Linked DNA regions of Mus musculus: all the other regions are linked to region 4. Evidence: chromatin contacts called from public Hi-C, HiChIP or PLAC-seq and promoter capture Hi-C data. All regions are on one chromosome and are shown on one strand. Each heading gives the region's core, a stretch centred on a gene start, on an enhancer-like site or on the middle of the called end of the contact. The rest is flanking DNA. Distances are from core to core; before and after follow the strand shown.

The links. A called contact is a pair of places that touch in the nucleus more often than the background predicts. HiChIP or PLAC-seq counts read pairs in DNA pulled down with a chosen protein or histone mark. Capture Hi-C pulls out chosen DNA fragments and counts their contacts.
Region 1: a promoter capture Hi-C map of pancreatic islet shows a contact between it and region 4. The contact joins the promoter of Slc7a8 here to the promoter of Slc7a7 in region 4. A contact is called at or near these places in 2 of 9 other capture datasets (adipose tissue and pancreatic islet).
Region 2: an H3K27ac HiChIP or PLAC-seq map of epiblast stem cells shows a contact between it and region 4. The contact joins the promoter of Acin1 here to the promoter of Slc7a7 in region 4. A contact is called at or near these places in 3 of 39 promoter capture datasets (cranial neural crest, frontonasal cranial neural crest and pre-B cells), 3 of 115 datasets of contacts at active chromatin or transcription factors (epiblast stem cells, extraembryonic endoderm stem cells and trophoblast stem cells) and 2 of 9 other capture datasets (adipose tissue and liver).
Region 3: a contact with region 4 is called in a Hi-C map of embryonic stem cells, with 2.3 times the contacts expected there. The contact joins the promoter of Rnf212b here to the promoter of Slc7a7 in region 4. A contact is called at or near these places in 1 of 484 Hi-C or Micro-C datasets (embryonic stem cells) and 1 of 9 other capture datasets (adipose tissue).

Annotation. Positions count from the first base shown.
Region 1 is chr14:54,780,517-54,783,221 of GRCm38.p6, forward strand. It overlaps Slc7a8 (solute carrier family 7 (cationic amino acid transporter, y+ system), member 8), which reads right to left and starts at 1,370. Exons shown (of 11, transcript NM_016972.2): 1 at 664-1,370. The coding sequence starts at 811.
Region 2 is chr14:54,685,387-54,688,422 of GRCm38.p6, forward strand. It overlaps Acin1 (apoptotic chromatin condensation inducer 1), which reads right to left and starts at 1,545. Exons shown (of 19, transcript NM_023190.3): 1 at 1,083-1,545. The coding sequence starts at 1,394. It overlaps 1700123O20Rik (RIKEN cDNA 1700123O20 gene), which reads left to right and starts at 785. Exons shown (of 2, transcript NM_021437.2): 1 at 785-1,734.
Region 3 is chr14:54,812,590-54,815,500 of GRCm38.p6, forward strand. Rnf212b (ring finger protein 212B) reads left to right here and starts at 1,561. Exons shown (of 15, transcript NM_001370899.1): 1 at 1,561-1,696.
Region 4 is chr14:54,408,876-54,411,758 of GRCm38.p6, forward strand. Slc7a7 (solute carrier family 7 (cationic amino acid transporter, y+ system), member 7) reads right to left here and starts at 1,328. Exons shown (of 10, transcript NM_001379499.1): 1 at 1,203-1,328; 2 at 1-173. The coding sequence starts at 129.

The sequences.
Region 1 (2,705 bases), core at 120-2,619, 370 kb after region 4:
AAAACAAAAAAACAAAAACAAAAAAACCTGGAAAACTCCATTTCAAGAACACAGTCAAGTCAGCTGGTTCTCCCTTCCATATTTTCCTCATCTGAGACAGCTCGGCTGTCACATCTGTTTCACAAGTGCTTCATAGGATGGGCCAGCCTATGAAGAACCATGATTATAAAGCATTTTTATTACTGTTTTTTTACTATTCGAGGCATTACACACCACAGTGCTTCATAACATAAGACAACATAATACTAAATATGCTTCAAACACAGATTCACAGCCTGCAGAGGGTGGCTGCACAGAAGCTAGTTAAAAATCCATGTGTCAGCCCGAATTAGGCTCTCCTGGATCAGAACTGCCTAGTGACAAGCCGGAAAGAATTTGTTACACTTCTAATAAATTCCCAGGCAATACTTGGGACGCAGAGCCTGTATGGTTCCTGACTCTTGTTTGTTCTATTCTAAGGAGAGAACAGCTCAGCCTGGCTTGGCTGAAGCGATGTATGACAGACATCACTTCCATAGCTCCGACTTGACCGGTGCAGTTGGACAACACAAGTCACAGACAAAGCAAAGCTGCCTTTGAGGCTTTGGCGGGGTTAAAGTCCCTCGAAGGACCCCCGGAGAGAGGGTGGGATGGCGCCGGGGGCCGCAAAGGACCTGGACTCACCTACAATGATACCACAGGCGCTGACCAATCCGATCTCTTTCTTCAGGGCTACTCCGCCCCCTCCCGAGCTAGCCTCGGCCTCAGGGCTGGTGTCAGAACCCGGGTGGTTCTTCGCGGTGTTGTTTCGCTGGCGGGCTCCCTTTTCCATCTTTCTCCGTAGGGTTCCGACCACCCAAAGCGAAAAAGAGCAGTCTTTTTCTAAACGCTCGTGCGTGTAAACGTATAGATATGTGGAAAAACAGAGTTTCCAATTAGAACGCCCTTTTCCGAAAACAGAGTGCGCTCCTACCCTCTAAAAGTGACAGCAAATGAGAGTCACACGTGTCACTGCCTAACAAACAAGGGCCGTGTTTTTAAATGGAAGGCAAAGAATATATATATATATAAATACAAAAATAGAACTGTACCAGCGACTCCAGCTGGAATTCTCCGGAAAGCGTTTATCTTCAGAAGCCCAGGATCGCTCTGCTCGGTGTACCGGGCGGCGGCTTGCTCTGGTCAGGATTTCCCTGCAGCCCTCCTAATGAAACAGATCGCCTCCACCTTCCCTTAAGTCTCTTCTACGATGAGGGTAAAAGTAGTTCTTCTTAGCTGAGGGAGCGGAGGAGGAGCCGTGCTCAGGTACTTTCTTGCTCGCCGGCTCTGGATCAGGTTTCCACCTGCTGCGGTCGCCCCTTCCTTCTCGCCCTTGTCGGCTCCGAGCTCCGTGCTCACTCCGCAGATCGCTCCATCTGTGAGGGCAGGGTGGCTGCTGCGCTCGCGAATGTGCTTCCCTTTCGGCTGCGGCGTTTATTTGCGGACCGAGGCTCCGCCCCCCACCTCCTCCATCCTTAAGCCGCATCTCCTCCCTCTTCTTCTATTTAATTATTAGTACCCCCTACCCCCAAAGATCACGGAGGAAGGGGCTTAAAACATTTTCTTTTCTTTTCATAGTGGGAGCAAGGGAAGGGTGGGCCGCAGGGGGAAGTCACTAGCCAAGGCTTCATCTCAGGTCGCACAGCATTTGTGAACTCTATAAGGGCACACGGTTCTGCGGGCTTCTAATGCCTTCAGAAACACACTGGCCAGTGTACTAAGATGTTTAGGTGTGGATCATTTGAGGACAAGGTCGAGAAAGCTGCAGAGATATTGCCATCAAGCTGTTTCATGAAATAGGGGGTGGTTTTGGTGTGTGTGGGGGGGGGCAATGTGGAAGAACTTTAAGCTGAAGAGTTTCTTTTAGGGACTGTCATGAAAGCTAAATAAAATTATGAAGAATATGGGGTAGTTGCAACGTTTTTCCGAAGCAGGATAAGGAGGATTCTGGCCTGCCCCATGACCCCTAATATTTTATCACAAATTATTTGAACTTCAGACAGGAGGTCGTGAGCCCCTCACCGATCATGAAACAGACGTGTTGATGCTAAGAATGGTAATGGTTAAGAATATTAACATTGCACCCCCATTTCCTTGAAGAATGTAATTCAAAACAGTTGCTCCACCTCAAGAACTGTGTCTATTTCTAACTGTAAAGTGCTTTGAAGAAAACAACAACAACAAAACAACCATGAAACAATATTATAGACCATGCTGAAAAACTAAAGTTTTTTTTTACATAGTCTATACAAAATGATTTGATTTTAAAATGAGTCTAAAAAATAAAATTCCAAAGGGCCTGGTGGCACACACATCTTTAATCCGAGCACTTGGGATGCAGAGGCAGGCAGATCTCCTTGAGTTTAAGGCTAGCCAGAGGTCCAAAGTGAAATTCTGTCTCAATAAGACAAACTAAATTCCCCAATCTGACCACTAATTACGCAAATTTGGCTTCACTCATTTTTTTAAGAAAAACACTAAAAAACTTGGACTTTTCAAGAAAATAAAAAAGTTAAGCCCTTTAGGAATGGGGTTGGCTAAGCTATCTAGAACGGCTCTTCCGGATAGGGTAAAGTCCAGACAATGAACGGTCTCCCTTCCCGCCTGCCCCTTGCTCACCCTACTCAGCAAGTATCAAGAGGTTTCAAAGGTTGAGATCTCAACTCCTTCTCCTTTTGCTGCTCTAA
Region 2 (3,036 bases), core at 295-2,794, 280 kb after region 4:
TGACTAGGAGCCACTTCTAAATCCGGTAATACAGGCAAAAAAAAAATTCCAAGTACTCAGAACAAGTTTCAAATCACATAAAACCAACAAGAGGCTAATTTGGATTTGACTATTATTTGATTAGTTTTTCAGAACTACAACTACTTAACTGAACTTGCACAACTTCCAGCAGTGTAACACCCGGACAAATAAAATGTATTAAAAATTTCACAGGGAAACTAACCACAGACCTTGTAACCAGTGGTCTGACCTAATCCACACCCACCCACAAACTGTCAGCTTCGGGATAAGCAACGGTCTGTCAACTCAAACCCTGAACTGACCCAGAGTCCCCATCAGTATTACGAGTCACGTATGCTAATGAACTCTAATAACACTAGTTCAGCTCACCTTCTTTCCCTCCATTTACACCAAAGCGATACACAGTATGTGTACCTCCCGACAAGCTCACCCTCACTACTCAAACCGACACAAAATCCCCAGCCTAAAGTAATCTGTCTCACCTCTCGTACCAATAGCCACCAAATACTTATCCAGACTGCTGCTCGATTCCCTATAAATTAGACAGCCGTCTCTGACCAAGTCTTTCTATCAAGGTTTCCTTTCACTTAATCTAGTCGAGCGGACATTTTTTACCCTATCACAAATGTCCTATTGCAGACATAGACAGCAACCCCATCCGCCCAACTGTATCCCTAACTCGGACCCAGCCCTGCTCGCCCCCTTAAGGCCAGCCACACCGGTGGTTGTAGAGGGATTTAACTCCTTCTGCAGCGCATGCGCCGACAACACAGACACAAACAAGGAGGGGGTGGGGGAAGAAGGAAGGAGCTTAAGACACTCCGGGAGAGTAGCGCGCACCCTCCCATTTTGGGCTCGCGCCGCTGCCGTTAAGGCGGGAACCGGCGTTATCTCTATCCCAGCGCCAGCCACACCAACCACCGTGCGCGTGGATCTGCAGGCTCGCGCTGGCGGCCTGAGAGAGCTCGCGCCGAGCCCGGACACTGCGCCTGCGCCGCGGCGGAGACTCGTCTCTACCGGGTCCGCTCCCCTCCGACACCTCGGCAACGCTGACTTCTCACCCCTTTGAGCCGCTTGACCAGGGCACTCTTCTGCCCGCTCTTGGCTAGGCCTCGCTGCTCCAGTGCGGCCTTCAGGTCGGTCACCCGCAGAGCCTGAAGAGGCTTCCCGTCCAGAGTCACCTCCTCCAGCTCCGCCATCTTGCGTGAGGTACTCGGGTCCGTCCCGACGGCTTCGGGCATCTTCGGTAATTTCCGCCAACGCCCTTCGAACGGACCGGATTGGCCCCGCCCACTGCCATAGTCTACCCCTCTATTACCGCTCAGAATTCCCCGGGTTTCTCCGGAGCTGTTCGGTCGTTTCCGTCCCCACATCGGTACCAATCGGCTTTTTCCATCTACCTAGCGGCTGGCCCCTCCCATCTGGCTTTCAGGCTCGTTTGTTTTCGGCTTGCCGGGGCTTTGAATCGAATCTCTTCGGAAGCCCTCGAATCTGGCATACCCATAATCGGAGATATTCGGCTATCTCCGGACCTGGGGGCCGGGGCGCTGGGGCACTTGGGTATTTGGGGCTGGTTCCGGACCGGAAGTGCGTGGGTTACTGGGGGCTGGCTCTGCTTCGGGTTTTCAGGAAACATGGAAGAGGCTCGGAGAGTTGGAGCAGGAGCTGAAGGACTCTTGTGATCTCTGGGCGTCTTCCAAGGGGAAAAGGAAGGTAAGAGGAAAAGAAGTCTCTCCTAGGCCAGATGAGACTTGGTGTCTGCAGGTTTTTGGGGACCCCTCCTGCTTCCATCTTCTATATCCCGGCCATTCTGTGTAAGAAATACTTTGTCCTGTGGGGCTAAGGAATGAGAGACCTGCGGCTTCCTACGTGGGAAAAAGAAAAATCAGGTCTTTTGAGTTTATTAATGACAATAACCATGGAAGCCATGTAGCAAGACCCTGGGTTAAAAATTACCTTTCTCTGAAAAAGAGAAGTTTTAGGAGAAACTTCTCCCTGTAGAGCCACTTTGAAACTGGCAGTCACCCTGAACCGGGACTTAGAACTTACGTTTAGGGATTCTATTCTTTGTCGATACAAATCTTCCAACTTGAAGAGGTAGGAACAGCAGTAGTAATTACGGTCATAGAGAGGTGAAGGTTTTCGTTGTTGGAGAAACAAACTGTAGGACGGAAACATTTTGGAATAAGTTGGCTTACATTTGCACACATAATGCAAAGTCAGTGGCACTTGCAGGTATAAACCATTAAGGAAAACTGTTCAGAGATGTGCATCAATAGCACACTTTTTAGGCCAAGTCAAGAAAGCAAAGGCATTTTTTTTTTCAGAACCTGAAAAAAGTTAGTGTGGCTTCTGATTTTCTGCTACCTTATTTGAGACAAGACTTAGCCTGCTCTAAAGTTTACTGGTGTGGTACAGAATTTAATAAGGGGGTCATAGAACATAAATTTTTTAAAACAGATTTCAGAGACTGTGTACGCATTGCACAGAGGGTTCTTGCATCATGTCTCTCCAACACACACACACTTGTGTAACTGTGGAACAAACTGTTAGGGCCAGTTGCTTGTACCAAAGTTTAAAAAGCTGCACACTTTAATTTTAGAGAGAGAGCAAGCAAGATGTGTTTTCTGTGTGGGTTTTGATCATTTCTTTCTTTACTACCCAGGTTGCCTCAGCTGCTTGCCTTTCCTTATTATGTGTTTGGTTCTTTTCAAGACAGGGTTTCTCTGTGTAGCCCTAGCTGTGTTAGAACTCATTCTGTAGACCAGGCTGGCTATGAACTAGAGATTGCTTGTGAGTGCCTCCCAAGTGCTGGGATTAAGGGCTTCCCCACCATCTGGCTTGTTTTTATTATTTTGTGTATATGTGTGTCTGTCTATGGGTATGTGCCTGTCTCACAGAGTTCAAAGTTCAGATCAGGAGCTGAAGCTACAGGTGGTTTCAGGTCACTTGATGCACGGGTTCTGGAGAGTAGAAAGTGAATCGCTAGCATCACAGAAGTGCTGTGGTGACACT
Region 3 (2,911 bases), core at 311-2,810, 400 kb after region 4:
TGGACTCCCAGTCCTTACATGTCATTTTTATTCTTTTCTAGGGACTAACCATTCATCTATTTGATTCAAGTTTTATAATGTTGTTAACATTTTTAAAAGCTCCCTGTATTTTAAACGTATTAGCCTTGTATTATATAAGTGGATTCCACAATTTGTCACTTAGCATCAAATTTCACCTATGGTGGGTTTTGCCCCCCACCACTGGGTTTTTATGTGTGCTCTTTAAGCAGAAATGTTTTTTGTTTGTTGTTTTGTTGAGAGGGATGCTGGAGAGGTGATGCTGGCCTGGGTCTGCTTCTGCCCTCAGGTGTGCGCAAAGGCACCTTTGCACACAGGGCTGGACAGGAGGGAAAGAAGCTTACCATGCAGGTGGGTTAGACAGAAACTTGGTCATCTAGATGTGGGAGAAACAGGCTTCTCGGGAGATAGTGTTCAGTGACACAGCTCTCTTTATTGGAGGTGAACAAGAGTGATTCCCTTTATTGGGATTAAAGGCGTGGCCACCACTAGCAGGCTTCTGTATGTTTATTGTTACGCTTCTAAAATTACATGTTTCTAAAATCTTATAGGTGCTCTATACTTTAGCATTTAAATAAAGTGTGTTTCCACACACAGATATGGGGTTTTCTCCCCATAGGTTATTCTTGTTTGGTTGGTTTTCATCTTTTTTCTTTAATTTTTAGAGACAGGGTTTGCTGTATGTAGCCCAGGATAGACTGGAGCTTACTATCTAGACCAAGCTGACCTAAAAACAAAAGAAACACCGACAACCAGCGCAGTGGAAATGTTTATTTTCTTTCCTTTTTATCGTTTTTTTTTTCTTCTCTTCCCATCTCCTTTTGCTCCCCTTTTCTTTTCTTTTTTGAGTATAGGGCCTTGAGTATCACAGGTTGTAACTAGGCAGGGGTGAAGCTGAGATCTTCCATCCTCCGTCTTCACCCTCCCAAGCATACCGCCAGGGCTGGGTTCATTTATTCAAACAAACAAACAAACAAACAAACAACCCCAAAAAGCTAAACTTTTTTTCTGGAGGTCTGTTTGTTGTGAGTTTATAGCCAATCAGCCTCTATCCACATAACAACTTCTTAGTTTTTCTATTTCGAATTTATGCTGTACTTTTGTTTTGTTTTGTTTTTCGAGACAGGGTTTCTCTGTATAGCCCTGGCTGTCCTGGAACTCACTTTGTAGACCAGGCTAGCCTCGAACTCAGAAATCTGCCTGCCTCTGCCTCCCAAGTGCTGGGATTAAAGGCGTGTGCTATCATGCCCCGCAATGCTGTACTTTTAAAGCTGCCATTATTTCTATTTCATTTTAGATTATGCCAAAGCTTCTATGGCCTTGCGACTCCGTTTCTTTTTGTTTTGGGGGTCGTTTGCTGGAACATTAATAGGCTCATTTTTCCCTCTCTGCTTCCATGGTAGGTAACAAGGGGCTGCTTCGAAGACCTCCTGGACTTATCAGGCCACCGTAGGACCCACCTGTCTGTCGAGGCCTGGCTGCTTCTGCGGCTGCGCAGGAGGATCAGCGCCCCGCCCCGCCCCCACCGCGTGCTGGTTCAATCTGGCGTGCGCAGCTTCGAACCTGGTGGCCGTGCCCTGGGCGGAGGCTGCTTGTTTTCCCGCCGTTTCCTGTGCCTCGTGAGGGAGAGAACCGGATGGTCTGAGAACAGAAACGTTGGAACCCGGCTGCCAAGCTGGTAGGGGCACGAGCTAGAAAGGGTCGAGCTGGAGGCCGCGTGAAGGCTGGCGGCCTCTTACCCAAGCCAGGCATGGCCGCTTACCACTTAAGTGTAGCCGCGACTGGAACCCCCACCCCCACCCCCAGCTTGGTGCTGTGGGGACGGCTTATTTAGATATTTATTTGCTCATTCATTCATTCATTGACAGGTTCTCACTACATACCCCAGGCTGCCCTGGAACTCACTGTGTAGACCAGGCTGGCCTCCAACTCACAGTCAGTCTGCCTGCGTCTGCCCTCCAAGTGCCAGGATTAACGTCCTACGCCACCTCACCCTACCATTTAGTAAATTAAAGAACATTTTACATTTATTTGTGTAGTTGAGTGTGGGGCATGCGAATAGTTACCGGGTGGTGGTTCGCTTGCCGTGGCGCACACGTGGAAGGCATGGGGCAGCCTGTGGGAATCTGTTCTACCTGTGGACCCCAGGTATCAAACTCAAGTCACCCTACCCTTGTCCCTCTTAACCGATGAGCCATCTCTCCAGCTCCATCGATCATAAATCTTAAACGGCAGATTTTTATTTCATTTTGTTTTATTTCTTGACACAGGGTCTTACTATCTAACTCTGGCTGGCCTTGAAATCTCAGAGGTCCACCTGCCTCTGTTTTCCAAGTTCTTGGACTGAAAGTGCATGCCACTTCACTGGCTAAGTGGCAGAATCTCTAAAGATGGGGTGCAAAGTAACCTCATTGACTTTGTAAGCCTCTGCATAAACTGGCACTCTAAAAATGAATTGTTCAGAGAGGATTGTGATAGCGAGGAAGAAACTTGTTTTATTTTAACAGCTTAAATATTAATTTATATTAAGAATTATATTTATAGATGTATTATTTATAAAAGTCGATCAATTATATTATGCTAATTAATAAATATTAACTAGCATATCCAACATATTTTGTTGTGGTTTTTAGAGCCCAGGGCTGTTTTCAAATGTCAGTTTCTTCATTAAAAAAAACTCCTACAGCCTGGTCTGCAGAGCAAATTCCAGAACAGCTTGGGCTACACAGAGAAACCCTGTCTGAAAAAACAAAACAAATAAACAACTCCTACAAAGTGGGCCAACAGGATGGCCCAATGGGTAAAAGTAGTTGCCATTTATGTAGAGCTCATACTTCCCAGAATCAACATGGAGGGAAGAGAGAAACAATTCTCAGAAGTTAACTGGGACCTC
Region 4 (2,883 bases), core at 78-2,577:
GCCATTAAGCAGGGAGATCTCCTTCTTCAGTTTGACCTGCTCCGCCACTGGGCTGGCCCCATCCCCGAGAGCAGAGCCATCGTCGGCCTCGTGCTGAGCAGCCACTTCATACTTGGTGCTGTTGACCATGGCGAAGAGAAGGAAGACCTTCACCAGCTTGCTCGCATTGCCCTCTAAGGAAGAAAGAAGGCTGTGTTGGTCACTGCAGAATCTCTCCCTCCCACACCACAGGGCCCAAGGCAGTCAGCACCCACCAGTCCAGACACCCTCCTCACTTCTGTCTCCCCGCAACACCCAAGGCATGTCAAAATGACCCCGGCTTGGCTTTTCCCCCACAAAAGGGGAAAACATGCTAGCCTTAGGATGTAGCATACCTTATTTATCAGACAGCTGAACCCTCAACCTGTTATGACACAGGACAGGCATGAATGAGGCAGTTTGGTAAAACTTTTTTCTGCCTCCCCCTGACCCCCAAAGTCTCTCCCCTCTGATTTCAGTTTCAAATGTCCCTGCGCTGAGATGCCTGTATGAGGAACCAACCCTGAAACCAACTGATTCGCTAGATCCTCTTTTTGCTGATTTGCTGTTCTTTCCCCTAAGGAGTCTGTGTGCTGGGCTGAAGCTTTTAAAGCGCTCCTGCTACGGATGCACAGCCACCTCCCTGCTCGGGAATAGCCATTAACAAATGGTCAGCTGGCATCTTAGATGTTGGCAAAGCCCAAGCAGCCCCACCCATCCTGGAAAGAAAAAAAAAAAAAAAAAAAAAGACAGGAGATTGATTCGCTTTGTACTGCTTTTCCATTCCCAGATACCTGTCCCAGCCTCTAGCATCCCAGGCCTCCTGCTGCCAAATCTCTCACATCACACCAGCCAAAAAGTAGGAATGATCTTTCAGAAGGGTGGCCCAAACACACAGCAGAAACCAGAGATGACTGGAGGCAGTGGGTGGTGGCTGCCCACCCACCATAGACACCCACCATAGAACTGCTGGAGACATATCAAAGCAAACCAAGGAAAAGAAAGAGCTAAGGCCAGACAGCAGATGCCCTGAAATACAGAGCTAGAGACAGCTGCACAAAATAGGAAAGCAATCAGACAAATGGCGAAACACTACAGCCAGAGGCTCTGTAGCTCGAGGAAGTGACTGGACAGACAGAGAACAGCAGAGGGTTTAGCAAGGGGACAGGGTGGGGCACACTCACTCCCTGGCTCTGGATATAAGGAGGTTCCCACAGCAATGGCCAGCCGCAGTCTCTGAGACAAAGAGGCACACACACCCTCCAAGAACAGAGATCTGACAGCTCCTCCTTCCTCCAGCAGTAAGAGGGAAACCCAGACAAACGCCTACCGGATTTAAGTCAGGTCAAGAAGGGAGGAGGAGGTGAGGGAGCTAGGAAAGGAAGGGGTGAGGAAAAGGGAGAGGAGCGTTAAGCAACCCTCTGGGTCCAAGGTTCACAGGCCTTTCATATCTGCGAAAGGGGCAGCTAGGAGCTCCTGGCTCAGCACTTTCTGTGATAAGAAGGTGCTCGATCAGGAATCTCCTTTGTCAGCTCTGCCCCGGGACAGGAGGCCCAGAGGAAGGGACAGCTAACTAACTGGGTGTGCTCTCTGAAACCCCAGAGAGTCTAATAAGTTACCAAGTACAGAGCACTGGTGGCACAGACCTCTCCCCATGTGTCCTCCCTCCATGGCCCACCCAAACTTCACTTCTCTCTCTCACCCGAAACAAGAAAGGCAGGAAGGTTAGAGAATGGGACGCATTGTTCACAGGCTGAGATTGGCGGAAGTATGGGAGTGGTTCAGACGCCCCATGTGGCGCTCTAAGTGAGATCGCTGTACACTTCCCCATGCAGAGAAAGGGGTGGCTGCCTCTAAACCGGGGCATCACCCCCAAAGTCTGACCCTCGAGCGATTTCAAAAGAAATATGGTTCAGAAATGAGATCAAACTTCTAGATCCAACTCCATTCCACCATTATGCTCTTTCATTCTTAGGGAAACACACTACAACCTCTGGAGCGCCCAAAACTTCCTATGTAGGTCTCAGTACAAGCTTTCCTCCATTTCTTAAAAATATATGGAGGCCCAGACGTGAATGGCTCATACCTGTAATCCCACATCCAGAAGGTTGAGACAGGAGGGTCCTATTTGGTTAAGGCCAGACTAGAGACCCCATGTCAAAGGTGGGGGAGGGGGAGAGGGGCTGCCAAGATGAAGCCCATGATGGAAGGAGAAAATTTCCTACTGTTCTACGAGCGTGCGCGCACTACAATAAAAAAATTAGCTGAGCACCGTGGTACACACCTTTAAACCCAGCACTCTGGGGGCAAAGGCAGGGAGCTCTCTGAGTTCAAAGATCAAGGACAGCCTGGTCTACAGAGTGAGTTCTAGGGCAGCAAGGGCTATGAGGAGAAACTCTGCCTCAAAAGAAAAAAAAAACAAGCTAACATAATAATAATAATGTGTGTGTGTATGTGTGTGTGTGTGTGTGTGTGTGTGTGTGTGTGTGTATGGAAAGTTGGAGTATAGCTCAATGGTAGAGCGCTTACCTACCCCCAAGGCACAAAAATAGTGTGGAAATAAGGTTTCACTGAACTATGTTAGACAGGCCCAGAATAAACAGAAAAAGTTCTACAATTTGAAATCACAGTTTATTCTACCTTTATAATCGACTTTAACTCTGGTATACTGAGCCTTTTTTGGCAGCTTACCTGTTCTGAAACCCAACTGTGTATCCCTTCTTCTTCTACCTCTTCTTCACTCTTTGGTTATTCTACAGAAATAGTCAGAGACAGTTCATCTCTATGCTCACTCACCCTCCCAGCCCAGCCCCTTGATGTTCTTAGCTAAACCGAGATGGGATGCTGGGCTTAGGCCTCCCAAAA